Regions from separate parts of the Mus musculus genome. Here regions 1, 2 and 4 are each linked to region 3. The links are chromatin contacts, called in public Hi-C, HiChIP or PLAC-seq and promoter capture Hi-C maps. All regions are on one chromosome and are shown on one strand. The core of a region is the stretch at or near the end of the contact, and the rest is flanking DNA. Distances in the headings are between cores, read along the strand shown. Region 1 holds the start of Nasp (nuclear autoantigenic sperm protein (histone-binding)). Region 2 holds the start of Akr1a1 (aldo-keto reductase family 1, member A1 (aldehyde reductase)). Region 3 holds the start of Mast2 (microtubule associated serine/threonine kinase 2). Region 4 overlaps Pik3r3 (phosphoinositide-3-kinase regulatory subunit 3).

What was found. A called contact is a pair of places that touch in the nucleus more often than the background predicts. HiChIP or PLAC-seq counts read pairs in DNA pulled down with a chosen protein or histone mark. Capture Hi-C pulls out chosen DNA fragments and counts their contacts.
Region 1: a Hi-C map of uterus shows a contact between it and region 3, with 4 times the contacts expected there. The contact joins the promoter of Nasp here to the promoter of Mast2 in region 3. A contact is called at or near these places in 4 of 39 promoter capture datasets (the 3T3-L1 cell line, the C10 cell line, fetal liver and 1 more), 4 of 484 Hi-C or Micro-C datasets (embryonic stem cells, muscle stem cells, nephron progenitors and 1 more), 4 of 115 datasets of contacts at active chromatin or transcription factors (the SCID.adh cell line, effector CD8 T cells, intestinal villus epithelium and 1 more) and 3 of 9 other capture datasets (adipose tissue, liver and pancreatic islet).
Region 2: a promoter capture Hi-C map of liver shows a contact between it and region 3. The contact joins the promoter of Akr1a1 here to the promoter of Mast2 in region 3. A contact is called at or near these places in 1 of 39 promoter capture datasets (pre-B cells), 2 of 484 Hi-C or Micro-C datasets (double positive thymocytes and embryonic stem cells), 1 of 115 datasets of contacts at active chromatin or transcription factors (pancreatic cancer cells) and 3 of 9 other capture datasets (adipose tissue, liver and pancreatic islet).
Region 4: an H3K27ac HiChIP or PLAC-seq map of cardiomyocytes shows a contact between it and region 3, with 2.6 times the contacts expected there. The contact joins the enhancer-like site here to the promoter of Mast2 in region 3. A contact is called at or near these places in 1 of 39 promoter capture datasets (embryonic stem cells), 1 of 484 Hi-C or Micro-C datasets (uterus), 2 of 115 datasets of contacts at active chromatin or transcription factors (cardiomyocytes and stem cell-derived neural progenitor cells) and 3 of 9 other capture datasets (adipose tissue, liver and pancreatic islet).

Annotation. Positions count from the first base shown.
Region 1 is chr4:116,626,031-116,630,175 of GRCm38.p6, forward strand. It overlaps Nasp (nuclear autoantigenic sperm protein (histone-binding)), which reads right to left and starts at 1,921. Exons shown (of 16, transcript NM_016777.3): 1 at 1,860-1,921; 2 at 1,302-1,399. The coding sequence starts at 1,360.
Region 2 is chr4:116,650,143-116,653,709 of GRCm38.p6, forward strand. It overlaps Akr1a1 (aldo-keto reductase family 1, member A1 (aldehyde reductase)), which reads right to left and starts at 1,532. Exons shown (of 9, transcript NM_021473.3): 1 at 1,197-1,532.
Region 3 is chr4:116,462,484-116,466,357 of GRCm38.p6, forward strand. Mast2 (microtubule associated serine/threonine kinase 2) reads right to left here and starts at 1,740. Exons shown (of 30, transcript NM_001369061.1): 1 at 1,253-1,740. The coding sequence starts at 1,432.
Region 4 is chr4:116,299,789-116,303,776 of GRCm38.p6, forward strand. It overlaps Pik3r3 (phosphoinositide-3-kinase regulatory subunit 3), which reads left to right. Exons shown (of 10, transcript NM_181585.6): 10 at 1-3,268. The coding sequence ends at 44. Among named protein-coding and RNA genes, the nearest start is that of Pik3r3, 80 kb to the left of the region's middle. Within about 2 kb of position 1,478, at least 107 of the 459 cell types and tissues checked have an H3K27ac peak or open chromatin away from gene starts, as enhancers often do. A contact at or near this core is called in adipose tissue, cardiomyocytes, pancreatic islet and 1 more, where this site is marked.

The sequences.
Region 1 (4,145 bases), core at 671-3,170, 160 kb after region 3:
TTAATCTACTCTGGCCCTAAAAATATCAATGAAGAGGACCTAGGAAAGTGGAATCTGAGGGTAAAACTGCACTTTCCCAAATGGTTGAGTGGTTAGAGACCCACTGATTTTCAAGAACCCACTAGGAAAGGAACCAAAAGGTGATAGGGTAAACTGTACGGAGTGAAACGTCATCTAAAACATAAACCTATAGAAAAACCAATCAAATATCTCACAGACACCTTTACTTTTACCCAAGGCAAAACTTGGTTAAAAAAAAAAAAAATGCTCAAGGGACAGAAAAAAATAGAATCCAGGACCTAAAAAAGGCAAGGTAAACTGGAAAATCGAACCTGTATGGAAAATAACTTCTTTCCTCGAACTGATGAATGCTTCTGTGCATATGGGAGAGATCAAGTTAGATTAGCACTTTAAAGCTCTCAAATCAAGCATTCCTCCTTTGGGGTCCTTTCGCTTAGCAAACTCATCTAGCAAGTAAACACTAGACTGATAGCTACATACAGCCTTTACCGAAGACACTACGCAAGTAAAGTGTCCCTTGAAGCAACAAAATCCCCGTCCCACATACCGAAAACCTAACGAATCAAGACACTTCTCCGCAAAGGTTAAGAGTTACAAAGCTTCAGTCCCGTAGCCACCCTCAAGATTACTGTAAACCTGGTAGTGAGTATATAATAAAATTCATTGCGCCCCACCGACCCGGCAAAAGCAGCATCCACTCCAAACAATGGAGTTTTCCCGCCTCCTACAGGCCCCGCCCACTCCTAAGAGCCAAAACTACGACGATCAGCGTGCAAAGCCCCGCCCTCTGAGAGGCCCCACCCACCCGCGTCCCCTGTTCCAAGCCTCCATCCTCGTGTGGGTTTTTTTTTTTTTTTTTTTTTTTTGGCGCCAAATCTGTTGGCCAATTTCTCGGTACGTCTACAGACTCTCTACAGAGACGCACCCTAGGAGTGCGCGATCAGGAGGGGCTCAAGGACCGACTGGAGCCGGGCCCCGCCTACCTACCGGCAACCTCGGGCAAGGGGTGGAAAAAAGGGGCCGGCGATGGAGCCAGCCACCGCTGCCCCCGGCAAGATGGCGGCCGTGAAAAGCCGGGCAGGGGGCGCCAGCCACCCGCCGTTACCGCTGGCGCGCCAGCTCTTCGCAAGTAGGGCTTCTCCACAGAGCAACCCTCTCCGCACGGCCGCCGTTGTTCCGGGGAAGGCAGCTGTCCCACCCACCAGCCCGTCCCGCCCGGGAAGCCAAGTCCCCGGACTCTCCCTGAGGACTGGCCTCAAGCTCGCCACAGTCCCGCTTACTTGTCAGCGGAAACCAGCTCCGCGGCGATGGCAGCAGCGGCTGTAGACTCTGTGGCCATCGTTCCCCTGAGGTGGTGGGCCAGTGGGCAGAACACTGCCTGCGAAGAAAACCAGAGAATTCCGGACAGCAGAGACTCACTCAGGTAGAGAAAATGGCAGATTGGAGACCCCGCGCGGTTGAGGCCCTCTTATATACCAGGTCCCTTGTCCCGCCCATCCACTTCCGGATCCTCCCCCCTCGGATTTAAAGGACTAGGACTCAACACCTTTCTGTCACAAGGACACAGCCCTGTATCCCTTCCCGTTTGGGTATCTTCCCGCCCTAGCCCGTTTTTCCTTAAAAAAAGAAAAAAAGAAAAAGAAAGTAAGATAGAAAGGAAAAAGAAAACAAAAATCAAACAATTTCCTGCTTCTGTGGCTAGTCGTGATAGAAGCAAAATCTCAGTACTACAACTTCTGAATGGGAGCCAGCCTAGAGATTCCACAATTAAGTGGAGCCAGTGAGTCTCTGCGACTGTGGAAAAAGTAGTCCCGAAGGTGTCTTTCTGACGGGGATACCCGAGAAGGTGACAGGTATTCCCTATGTCCTCTCAGTCTTAACGGATGGAAACGCAAGAGCTGAGCACGAGTACAGCAGCAACGGCTAGAACTGACCAGACAGACGCGTGGCTCTGGGCCTCAGCAACTACTGACGAAACAAGATGCTGCTCTAGGATTGGCTACAGATAAAACTATCGCGCTTGATTCAAAACTCTTAGAGGGGCAAAGGGATGCGGGTGTTTAGATCCACCGCCTTTGACTGATCCAATCCGTTGCTGCCATCATCTTACTTTACCCACGTCCAAGTTGTTAAGTTAAATCCTGTACTTAAAACACTTTAAATATTTTAGCTGTCTCTCTTTTTTTTTCTTTCATATATATTAGGTAGGGACTTACAGTCTATCCCTGGCTAGCCTGAAACTTGCTATTTAGACCCACTGATCTCTAACCCACAGACATCTGCCTGCCTGTGATTGCGAGGGCTGGGATTACAGGTGAGCAGCACCACACACGCCTTCTTTTACAACCTTTTGTAACTCCAGTTCAAGGGCATTCAATCAATGCCTTCCTGTGACCACCAGAGCCACTAGGCACACACATGGTACACATTTATGTATGCAGATACACTCATACACATTAAATAAAAGTAAATGTGGCTGGAAAATTCGCTAGGAGGTTAGGAGCACTTGTTATTCTTGCAAAGGATCCTGTTTCAATTCCCAGCACCCACAAGGCGCCTCACCACTTCGTTAAGCTCCAGGCATGCATATGGTGCACAGACATGGATGTAGGTAAAGCATTTATTCACACAAAATGAAAAAAAAAAAAAAGAACTAAAAATGGATAAATAGAAATAAGTGGGTTCCTTTAAAAAATAACTTGGGGGGGGCTGGTGAGATGGCTCAGTGGGTAAGAGCACCCGACTGCTCTTCCAAAGGTCTGAAGTTCAAATCCCAGCAACCACATGGTGGCTCACAACCATCTGTAACAAGATCTGACGCCCTCTTCTGGAGTGTCTGAAGACAGCTACAGTGTACTTACATATAATAAATAAATAAATCTTAAAAAAAAAATAACTTGGGTATGATGGCACACACCTTTATAATTTATTTAGTTGTATTTCATGTACATTGGTATCTTGTCTGCATGTATGTCTGTGTAAGGGTGTCTGAACCCTTGGAACAAGAACTACAGATAGTTTGTTCCTCTCCAAGAATAGCCAGTGCTCTTTAACCGGTGAGCCATCTCTCCAGTCCTAGCACACACCTTTAATCTCAGCACTCAGGAGGCAGACTGGTCTCCCTGGATTTGAACCCAGAATGTTTTACAGAGCTAGTTCTAAGACAGCACACCTGTTTCAGCACTCCAAAGGCAGAAGCTGTTGAGGCAACCTAATCTATGTAAGGAATTCCAACACAGCCAAGGCTTCATAGTGAGATCTTGTTTCCAAAAAAAAAAAAAAATTTTGTCCGGCAGTGGTGGCACATGCCTTTAGTCCCAGCACTTGGGAGTTCGAAGCCAGCCTGGTCTACAGAGTGAGTTCCAGGACAGCCAGGGCCACACAGAGAAACCCCTGTCTCAGAAAAACAAAACAAAACAACAACAACAAAAAAAAACCCACAAACTTTGATCTTTTAAATTATGTATACAAATATAGATTTGTGATTGTGAGTTGAAATAGAGGTAAGAGAAATTGATTCCCCTAGAGCTGGGATTACAGGTAGTTGTGAACCTTTAGATATAAGTGCTAGGAACCAAACTCCAGTCCTTCGGAAGTTACAAGTGTTCTTAACTGATGACCCACCTTTCCAGCAACTGGTGTTACATGTTTTAGTTAACTGCCAGATCTTTAATTTTCCTTTGAGATTTGTTTGTTTGTTAATGTTAAATAGGATGAGATATTTGAGTCACGAATTTAACAAAAAATTAAGGCAGGGCAGTGGTGGCACATGCCTTTAGTCCTAGTATTTGGGAGACAGGAGGATCATTGAGTTCAAGGCCAGCCTAGTCTAAAGAGCAAGTTCCTGGGGGCTGGTGAGATGGCTCAGTGGCTAAGAGCACCCGACTGCTCCTCCGAAGGTCCGGAGTTCAAATCCCAGCAACCACATGGTGGCTCACAACCATCCGTAAGGAGATCTGACTCCCTCTTCTGGAGTGTTTGAAGACAGCTACAGTGTACTTACATATAATTAATTAATAAATAAATAAATAAATAAATAAATAAAAAAGAGCAAGTTCCCAGGACAGCTAGGGCTACACAGAGAAATGCTGTCCAAAAAAAAAAAAAAAAAAAAACCCAACAAC
Region 2 (3,567 bases), core at 282-2,781, 190 kb after region 3:
TTGGTTTGGGTTTTTTCCCCAGATATGGTCTCATGTAGCCCAGGATGGTCTTGAACTGTCTGTAGCCAAGAATGGAATTGAACTCATGATCCCCCTGCGTCTCCCTTCCAAATTGGCTTTATAGGCAGGAGATACCATGCCATGCTAGCTGGACAGCTTAGCTTGCTGGAGAAGCACCTGAGGAAGTCACTGACTTCGGTATCTTCAATCCATCTTGGAAAACCAAAGAAAAGTCATGTATCTATGTGTGTCAAGGGGCTGGGGGACAATCCCAAGGCCTTACACACGCCAATTCTACCTCTGACCTACACCTGTTAGTATTTTACTAACTTTGAGCAAGTACTAAAAAAAAAAAAATCTGGGTTGGAGGTGTAGTTCAGTTGGTAAAGGGCTTGTCCGGGGCGGAGTTTGACTCTAGTTCCAGGGAATATGTCCCTTTCTTATGACCTCCATGGGCACCAGGCACCCACAAGGTACACATACTTACATAGCAGACAAAACATTAATTTTTAGCAAAAATTCTTCAAAGAGACTCTGTCTCCAAAACTACCTATAAATAATAACCAATTCTGCCGGGCAGGAAAGATTCATACTGGAATTAAACCTGTATCGCTGCTGAAGTGCAACCTGGGAAAAGTTAACAGGCCTGATCAGAAGCTGAGCAGGTCCTGCGGTCCTACGAAAAGTCTAAACAGTAGAGTCCATTAATGGTAGGCTCGGTAATGTGAAGATTCAAGTATTTTCACTTTAAAAGGCTCCGTAGCGACAGGAGATGTTCAAATTTTCTCAAACCTAAGGCAGAGGCTTGAGCAAGCTAATCTCTCCCCACTTCCGCCACTTCCTAGGAATATCCCTGTACCGCCATTAGGAAAGGCAGAGCGCCTAGAAATTTCGAGCAGATGACCAAACAAAGAGATGGCAAAAGCACGAGATATGCACCAGACACATTCAAAGGTTTATCCCAGTCCTCCCTACAGCACTAATGATTTCCTTGCTCATTCCAACTCTGAGGAAACCGAGGTCCAGAAACACGTTATCTGAGAACAGAATAGGAGGAAGTGCTCAAACGCGAAACTAAATCGCATCCCTCGACGTGCTGGCGCCATTCGCTCAATCCTGGCCCTGACCTGTGGTACTGAAGGACCCTCGCCTTTAACTCAGGAGAAAAAGACGAGTCAGCAGCAGGAAGAACTCACCTTGGCAGTGAGCACAGGCTGTGGAAAAGACAAAGTGGCCCGAATTCAGCTCTGCACTCCAGTACTGAGGCAACAGGGCCCGACTTAAGTCCGGCGGAGAAGCGGCAGCCCCACCCCAGGGAGGAGCGAGGGCCCGGCTCCCAGAACTACGCGCAGGACGGAGGAGACCCCCACTGTCCTGCGAAGTAGAAGAGGGAGTAGAAGCCAAAGCTGGGACTTTGCACATTCCTCCCCTGGGAACCTCTCACTCCACCACGAACGTCTGGAAGGGCCGGGGTCCCGAAACTGTGCATGCGCACAAGCTACGTGGACAGTCTTGGGTGGCTGGCCGCGCCCACAACCGGCCCACAGTGCACCGCGCAGGCACCTCTCTAGGCATAGATTCTTATACTTTCTGAAGAGATCCTCTATGATACCTAGGGGGTCCTTCTGGCCGCCTGTCTTTCTTTCTCTAAAGTGAATTTGTCGGAATCCCCGAGCGGGCCTGATACAAAGTTTGACCAAAAAATACAGAAAATCTTGCCTCTGCAAACCCCATTTTAGAAAGTTACTGATCTTTCACTCAGTACCTTGCACTTTAGCCCTGTGCAAAAGACTTCATAAATATGAGCTGGGGCCGTATAGCTAAATTAATACAGTGCTTGCTTAACATAAAGTTCTGGGTTCAAAATCCCAGCACGGCATAAAATTGAGTCGTTATCCCAGCACTTGGGAGGTGGAAGCAAGGAGAATCAGAAGATTCAGTTTTTCTTGCCTCCTATACATTGACTTTGAGGCCAGCCTGAGATTTATGATCCCCTATCTAAAAGGAAAACATTTGAAGATGGAGAGAAGGGGTGCCGCTTTTTCAGAGAACCCAAGTTCAGTACCAGCATTCATGTCAGGAGGTTCTCAACCACCTGTAACCCCAGCTCCAGGGGATTTAATACTCTCTTCTGACTTCCATGAGCACCCACATAAAGGTGGGGTGTGTGTGTTTCCCAGGGATAGCTTATAAAGGGAAAAAACACAATGGGCTCCTAAGTGGGTGAAGGAGGGCTATAGAGCGGTCGGCCCCTCTCCAAGTTTTTTTAGTAGTTTGAACTTAACAGTTCAAGCTGCCCTGTTATATCTTGCTTGGCTGAGTGAAGGCTGCATTTGGGAAATTTCCAATCATAATCATCGTCATCCTCAGAATATATGGTCAATTTGATCTCTGAGTCAAATTGTGTGTGTGTGTGTATGTGTGTGTGTGTGTTTACAATCAAAGTGCAATATGTTTTGTGTCAACAATATGGAGTGGCCAACAGAAATGAAACAAAAGAATTACAGCCAAGCTCGAGGTGACTTTAAGCTAGGGAACGGGCTTCAACATGGGGACCAGCCTTCATCAGTCTCACTACTCTGACTGTCCTGGAACTCACTATTGTAGACCAGGTTGGCCTCCAAATCATAGTAATCTGTCTGGCTCTGACTCCCAAATGCTAAAATTAAAGACGTGCACTCAGCTCTTTTTCTTTTCTTTTTAAAAAATTATTTTATTACCAGGTGGTGGTGATACATGCCATTAATCCTAGCAATCAGGAGAAGAGGCAAGCAGATCTCCAAATTCAAGGCCAGCCTGTTCTACAGAGTGCAACCCTGTCTCAAAAAAACAAAAACAAAAATTTATTTTTACTTGTATGTGTGTGTGCCCGAGTATATGTCTGTTTACCACATGCAGGCAGGAGCTTAAGGAGGTGAGAAATGACCTAGACCTGCAGGTCATTCTTCAGTGACAGGGTCCTGAGAGAGAGGACCGGGAGATCAGAAGATAAGCAGAAAGGTAAAGTTTCAGATGGGGAGGTCTTTCACAAACCATGTCTGTTAAGAAGCACAGCATCTTATATATTATTTCCAGGGGAGAAATTGAACACAGCAGCAAGTGTCATACAATGGAACTAAATCAGGGGAACGCTAATAAAACAATGTTGATTAAGGGGAACACAGGGTATCTCAAAAACATTACACGCTAAGCTCTCCGCAGCCTTTGGACTGATAACTAAAGTCCCATTTGGTGGGAAGATTTGGGTTCTCAGGATCTGAAGCAGTAGCTCCCCCAAGGCCCTGGCTTCCGGCCATCACTGGCCTTGCCAAGCATATTCCTGGTTATGAGAAGGAACTGTGCTACATACAGCGGGGGCAAAAGAATAGAAGCTGCAGCAGAGGTATTTCTATAAGAGCTGTCAGGTAGTGTTTCAATGCCAGGGAAGATCTGCTGTTTAGATCTTACTGGGTGGGATGCCTCTACACAGTCACGTGTGAATTATTAGATGGTCATATCATTTTTTTTTTTTGCCAAGAAATAGGTTTTTCAGAATAGATATCTGTTTTAGGGATGTACAAGACAAAC
Region 3 (3,874 bases), core at 490-2,989:
AAAAACACCAGTGCACATAAAAACTAAAAGTAAATCATAAAAAAACTTAAAAAGAAAATAAGGGCGGGGCGGAATCAAACAGCCTTAAGCACTTTACTGAAGCATGCATTAAGGTCAACCGCACCAGGTAAACTAAGTCAGTAGAGGAAATATATTTCAAAAGTTTTGAACGGGTACTAGAGGGGGATTACACAGTCAGCAGTCTAGAAGCCATGACAAAGACCAAAAGAATCAAGTGGGGAGACAAAAAGCGGAAAATTTTAAAACCATAGGCTAACAGAGTGTAATTCAAAGCAATGATGCATAGGAACATTTACTTTATATGAGGAGCAAGATAGGAGACCTGGAACTTCAAAGCCTCAAAGATGGGGTCTCAACTGGGGTCTGAAGCAAAGCTGTACAAAAGCAATGCTGTCAGGGGAGTTCATTACTACAGAACATTCTTTCTAAAAATCCAACGAGATTACGTATCTTACAAAGTCCCTGTCAATATCGTTTCACTGAACTTCCTTCAGCTGTGAGTAGCAAGTTTATCCTAATATTGGCGACCTTTATTCCCTACTCATAAATACACCTACTATTGTCTACTAAATTACACATCCTGTACATTCGAGAATCCCATGAGTACTTTTACATTTTATCTCTTTTCCCATTAAGGGTAAACTAGAAAGCAGAGCCTTCATCTACAGATTCTCTGTCCACAGCACCGGCCTTGAGACTGGACACATTCAGGCACTTTTTATAGTGGTTTTAAAGTGGTAGATAGTTACTGAGGAGAACGTTAACGATTCTGAATACTTGCTTATAAAAGTATAATGGCCACCAAATGAGAATGCTTGCAAATGCCCCGTTTTTATAACTGTGGGGATAAACTCTAAGACCAGTCAACACTATCAAACTGGCATTTCTCCCTTAAAACTATTCACGCCTCTAGATAACTCCATTTAGTAAACCTACTCTTTGCTGCTCATTCACCCTGCCCACATTCCAGCACCCATTCTCTCCATCCAGAGCCCCAGGCTACCCCCCAAGACCATTTTATTCATTCCTCAGACCCGCCCTACCCCACGTCCAACTGCAACCCCAGGCCCCCACCTTCATTTCTCCACTCCCCTTTCCTCAGCCTCGTCAGACCTCCCACTCCTCCTAACCGACTCAGTAGTCCCCACCCTCACCACCGCAGCCCGATCCTCCCGCGAGGACCCCTCCCCCACGGCGCCCACCCTCGCTGGCGGACCCCAGCCCACCTTACCTGCTCCCTGCTGTCGTGCCCCAAAGGCCCGCTCCGCTCCTCCAGTAGCTGCCTCCCGGGCGGCGCTCGCCGGCGCGGGGGCAAAGACTGCGGCTGGGGCAACTCGGCCGTCCGCGGAGCCGCATCCTCCCGGCGGGCGGGTGGCGGCTGCGGCCGCTCGCGGCAGCGGCTCCGCTTCATCTCCGCGTCTGGGCCCCGCGGGCGTTAGCACCGCGACTGCGCCGGCCTGGCTCGGCCCCGGGCCGCAGCGCTGCCGCGGCAAACCCGGTCCGCGGCCAACATGGCCCGGCGGGCACTTGAAGCCACCCGCACCCGGCCCGCGGTTTCCCCGCGCTTCCTGTGGGCTGAGGCGCCGAGACCTTCCCGGCGCGCCTCACGGAGGCAGCATAGCCGCCGCCGCCGCGCCCTCCGCCGCCCGGCACACGCTCGGCCGGCCACCCGCCGCCGCCGCGGGCTCCGCCGCCAGCCGCCGGCCCGCCAGCCCGCCCGGCCCGCCCCTCGCGCGCGTGCACGGCAAGCCCGCCTGCCGCCCACAGAGCGCGGCCAGCCGTGCACGCGCTGGCGAACGGTCGCGAAGACCCGCCCGCGGCCGCGCCGCGCGCTCTGAAGCGGAAGGGGGCGGGGCTCCCGGCGCGCCCGCGTCGGCTGCAGGACGCCCTTTGATTCTTCCATTCATCCCTTTGGTACACACTGCCTGCCGGACTGAACGCTGTCCAGACTGGGAAAAGACTTCCAACGGGAGGGGGGACACCAACACTCTATTTACCAGCAGATGCTCACCTAGTTCTCCCCTACGCTTCAGAGACTAGTTAGCTCATCCTCATGTTAGAAATAAGGAGACTGAGATGTAGGGAAACGAGCCCAGTCACAGACATATCAATATGTCCCAATAAACCCTCCCATTAGTTGAGGGTTCCCATTCTTGTCGCTCTGTCTTGTTTACACTGCCTTTGACAGTTCCACACAGTGTGACAGTGTGTAAAGTCCTGTAAAAGAAGTGATGTATTCCTTAGGGGTGCGAGACTAAAAAGGCTTTGGAAGATCTGGGCTTCCCACTGACAATGAAGTCATCCTGTAGACACGGTCCAGCCTGCTGCGGCCTGGGCAGCCTGACCTGCCCCTTCCAATGACTCATCTGCTTTAACAACACGTGGCAGACAGCTCAGCCATGCCTGGCCTCCTTCTGGCTTCAGCTAGTCTGCCACAACGCTGTTTTTCCTCTTTTGACCTAACCAGAGTTCATTCCCAGAAGCTTTTCCTGCCTGTTTCATTCATGTATCTTTAGCCTCCTCCCTGAACCCTTTCTGAGCAGTAATAATGACTAATACGATGGAGCCTACTGATTTCAGACACTGCATTCAATTCACATACACATAATGAGGTCATTGCAGTGTTCATTGTACAGTGGAGGGAACGGGGTGAGTTATAGTGCAAAGAGAACTCAAACGAAGGCCTGTGAGGTACCAGAACACACACACATAAGCAGTGTGTGGGACAACCCATGAAGCTATCTTCTACGTTCCCTGTCCCAGGTCCTCCCCATGCATCCAGTTGACTCGGTAGAAACAGAAAGCCATCCTTGGTTCCTTCCTTCTTCTCATCTCTCATATCTAATAATGAACAAGGCCTGTTGGTCTGTAAACTCGATATCTTTCCAATCTGCCTTCTCCTTTCATCCCATTTGTACTAACTTACCCAGCTCCGCCTTCCCTCACCTGTTTAAGTGGGAAATTCTCCCAACTAGTTCCCCTGCATCAAGTCTTATTCTCTTAGGATCCATCTTCCCAAAGACTCTCATAAAAATCTCTGTAATACTGTCTTTGCTTAGACTAGTAAAATAAAGCTCAAGATGAAGTATACACTTTCTTCTTTTTCTTTGTTTTTTGTTTGTTTTTGTTTTTGTTTTTGGTGACAGGGTTTCTCTCTGTAGTCCTGGAACTCACTCTGTAGACCAGGCTGGCCTTGAACTCTGAAATCCACCTGCCTCTGCCTCCCAAGTGCTGGGATTAAAAGTGTGCACCACCACCGCCCAGTCAAGTGTACACTTTCTAAGGCAAGGCCACCATCCAAAATCCATTCTCTGCCTGCCTCTTTTTTTCTATTAGCCCATGCTGTTGCCACTATTGCCACTATTTATAGTTATCTCTGCTACATGATAGGGCCAGCACACTCTTGCTTACGAAGAACAGAAACACATGCTGAATCTGGAGTGGCCACATAGGAGAAGATTAAAATTCCTTTTTTCTGGGGGCTAGAATCTTTTTTTTTTTAAAGTGGTTTTTGTTTTGGGGCTTGGAATGTAGTTCAGTTGGTAGAGTGTTTGCTCAGCATACACACAGTCCTGAGTTTGATCCCAAAACTACATAAACAGAGTGTGTCAAGGGAATTCAAGAGAAACACTAGTCCTGCTCAAAACAAAATGAAACAAAAATAAATTACTATTTCACCCCTGCAAAGCAGTGTAACCCAGTATAGGTAGGAAACAAACAAACAAACAAACAGTATCCTGAGGTTGTTGCTGATGTTTCATAAGGCTGCTTCTCCAACATTGATCTCCATCAATCAAACTGATTAACTCTGTGGTCCTTTCTAAATAAATTCCTCTAGGTTTAGGCACACTCA
Region 4 (3,988 bases), core at 228-2,727, 160 kb before region 3:
TCGCCTACCCTGTCCATGCACAGATGCCTACGCTCTGCAGATAAGCAGAGTGGAAGAGACACGCTCTCTAGCCGTTTTTTTCCTATGGTTTTTATTAGACTACGATGAGGGCATTCTTTCAACGTAGACTGCTTGTTTTGCACAAGTGATTCTGTGAATGTGAAATGGAGAGGCCAAGCAGTAGCTTGGATTTAGAAATGAGGGGCCCAGGGTCTCTGGCCTCGGCTGTGCTGCTGCACTGATGGACTAAGCTGGAAGCAGATATTGGTTTCATGGGGTTTGGGTTTGTTGTCAGGCACCTTTAAAAGAACAGCTAAGGCTTGTTGTGGGTTGGGGTGGGGGTTTTATTTGGAAGTTTCTGAAGAGTCCACATCCCTTTGTCCTCAACCCTAAGAATGCAGCAGGTCACAGTTCTGCTGGGAGTTGTTTTGATTTGATAGTCTCTTCCCCTTTCCCCCAAATAAAGAGCCGATTTTGGCTCTGTGGTAAAGTGGGATTTGGTTTGGAGGGAAAAACAACCAAAGGAAAATAGGGAGGTATGGGATTACATTTTCAGAATCTAAACCAAGGAGGCAAAAGACCCCTTCAGTTGATGTTACTTCAATTTTATCAACATAATCTAGGCTTCAGCATCTTCACCAACTCCTCCCTCTAAAGCACTGTGTTCAAAAACCAACAAAGCAGCATCGCCAGACCAAGGTCTAAGGGGAGGACAGTAGTAGCTGAATGTACACTTCTGTACCAAAACTTGAAAGACTAGAAATGTGAGTTTCAACAAACACTAAAATTGGTCAGTGTATTTCCTTTTGCCCTGGCCTTGTTTCTCAGATGAGGAATAGAATTATTTTGTGGAAATAGTAAGCTTTGAGTCATAATGAAGTTGGTGCTTGTGTGGTGTTTCTTTAAAGAAATGTTTGAAACCCTTGTAAGTTGTTTTATGAGTAAAGAAACAGTGCAATCCAGTGCTTTTAGATGGCTTGATATACCAAATAATGATAGAGAACAACATTGTTGTGTGCTTCCTCAAGTTTAAAAGCCTTGCCAAAACTATACAAGGATTAATTTGCCTTCATCTCCCCTTCCTTTTTTGGATAGGGTTTAGGGAGCCATAGGTAGCTAAAGGAGGACTCGAGTTTGTGGTCAGAGACCTCAGTAAATCACAGGCACATGAGGCCTGGTATCCATGGTGAAGGGTCCATCACATGACATGTTATTCAATACTGTGGTTGAAGCGTTTGCCAGAAGAGGGGATGACGTGGAGTTCAGACTATCTGGGGAAATAATCCACAGGCTTTCCTGCTTGCCCTTTTTGTGAGCCTGCTGTTAAGGCAGTGCACACAGCCTGCTCTCATGCTTCCGTGGCTGTGGTTTAAGCCTTCAGCTAAGTGAAGTTAGATAGAGGAGAGGGCAGCCATCTATTTATGGATTCACACTCATTTAAGAGTTCAGCTGCTTCAGAGTCAGTTCTGGAGCCATAACAGGCTCAGTATGACTCAGCTGCTTGAGCCCAGTAATGTGCAGTCAGGCAGTTTAGACAAGCAGCCTGTGCCTGGGTCATCAGGCTTACAATCAGGGAAGATGAAGTTTGGGGGCCAAAATAAAGATGAATATGACTTTCCCTGAGCACTTCCTTTGGTGACAGTGTCTAGAAGAAACCACAGTATAGAGATAGGTCAAAAGTTTTGAATAATTGTCACAGTTGATAGGGCATGCCATTGATGGCTTTTTCTTGTTCATGCTCCAGTGTGAAAGAGAGGAGATTGACCACCCTCAGCCACTCTGTAAGGCCTTTTTCAAAATTGCCAGCTTAAAATCTTGCTCAGTTTACCAAGTAATGCCAGGCTATTTGTTGATTGGAATACCTGTGACTTTGTACTGATGTTGAACTTGCTGAAGCAGTTATATGCTCAAGATTAGGTGTGAGGAATCCCTCTGATCCAGCACTAAAATTTTAGTATGTCCTGAACGCCTTTTTAAAGAAATCTCTTCCAAGTAAGTCAAAATGATAAAATATACAGCTTTAGTGTTGAATAATGTCTTTACCTTGTAGGCAGACATGGAAGATATGCAGGAGAAAGCAGCATCTACACCTGGGCTGGACAATGGAGAAAGACAGGTTTTCAGTCCTATATTCTTTCCCTTTGAGTAACCACTTTGTGGGAGCTGAGACCAGGGATCATTTAATAAATCGGAAGCTATCTTTTTATTTTTCTGCCAAGTTACTACATGATTTATCTGATCCTGAGCTGTGGAAATGGCATGAGGAGCAGTCTCCTAAGAGTGGCCCTGCTGTCTGAGGGAGTCTGGAAGCAGGTGTTGGTCTTCTTCTCAAGGCTAGCTCAAAGTTCTGTCTCATGATCTAGGCCCTGGGACTATCTCTTTTGGCATCTTAACTGTAGACTCATTGACTAAAGCAGAGGCTAGAGACAGATTAGGACCATAGGGGCAGGCAGATCAGCCAGTCCCCAGATCAGCCAGTCCCCAACAGGAAAGCAGCTTTGGGTTGGCTAGATACAGTTTTTAAAATAAAAACAAAACAAAACAAAGCTGTTTCCACCTGGCATAGTTCAGCTTAGGTAGGTTGTTTATGTTCTTGTCACTGCTCCAGCAATAGATGAAGACATCCTACAGCTCCACACTACTAAGACACAAGCTTTCTACATTTACTTCAGACTCAAGCCCGAGTGGCATCTTCCTTGTGTCCCTTCTCTGCAAGGTACCAGCTTCACCCATTCTCCAGAACTTTAAAGAAAAAATGTACTTGAACAATTTCTGATTTCTAGGATGATCTCTACTGCCAGTTAGATCTTCTTGAGGTTTCCATGACATCATACACCAGAGGTCCATTCTTGGTCCTTTGCTGCCAACTGCTCATTCTTGACTTAGCTCTAGCCATTTGTGACAACCACCCTTGTTTCCTTACAAATCCTCGCATGTAACTTTGGTACTTTGTTGTTTCTTGTGAAGAATCTATTCTGTTGTCTTTGATGTAATAAAAAAATTTCATGTAGTTTATGTAAAAATAACTGACTCAGAAGGAAGCCAACTGTGTCTTGTGTTGGAACAATTCATAATGTAATTTCTAGACCACTTTTGCAAATTGTTCTTGTCACCAAATGTGTTCAGACATTGCTGTGCGGTTGTGGGGAAGGGGTGGGGGGAAGGTAAGGTGAGAACATTGTTGGGGCTTTTTCCTTTTTTTAACCTTCTCCAAGACTTGGAATGGTTGGCAGACTTGCTCCAGATGCAATAAAGACATTGCAGTGAAGCATTTTTTGGTTTTCTTGGCATGGAGGGCAGTGGGCTAAAGCAGGTTAGGGAGTAAGGTAAGAAGTTCTGCATGCTTGAAGTCCATACTGGGGCCAAGAGAGGTTCTCCTTCCTATAAGAGGAAATTAAAACTCAAAAAACAAAAACAAACAAACAAACAAACAAAAACCTTTCTACCTCCCAAAGGACACAAATCCAAAATTAAATGAAAGCCATTTCCTCCCTTTAACACCCATTCAAGTAAATGCATTTTATTGGTTCTCATACTCAGAAGTGTTTTTCTACTCTGCGACTAGGAGAAATGGACTTAGTTTTATAGTTTATGCTTTTGTCCCTCTTCAAGGTACAATACCCACATGGCATGGTCAGGGAATACCTGTTTATTTACCTTGTGCTGTGCCTTTAGTCCCAAGACAACCGAACTTATCTTCTTGGACATCTCTGTATCGCATATGCATTGGACTTAAGAGGAAGGCTGACGATCATCCTGTCCATCCCCAGACCCTCACGCCTGCCTACAGCTATAGAGCTCCCTCTGTTAAATCACAATAGGTAGCCCTTCCAACCACACCCACACCCAGAGTCCCATGTATATTGGATTCTATTTCCTCCCTGCAATCTTTTTGTTTTGTTTATTTTTATTTATTTATTTTTGAGACAGGGTTTCTTTGTGTAGCCCTGGCTGTCCTGGAACTCACTTTGTAGACCAGGCTGGCCTC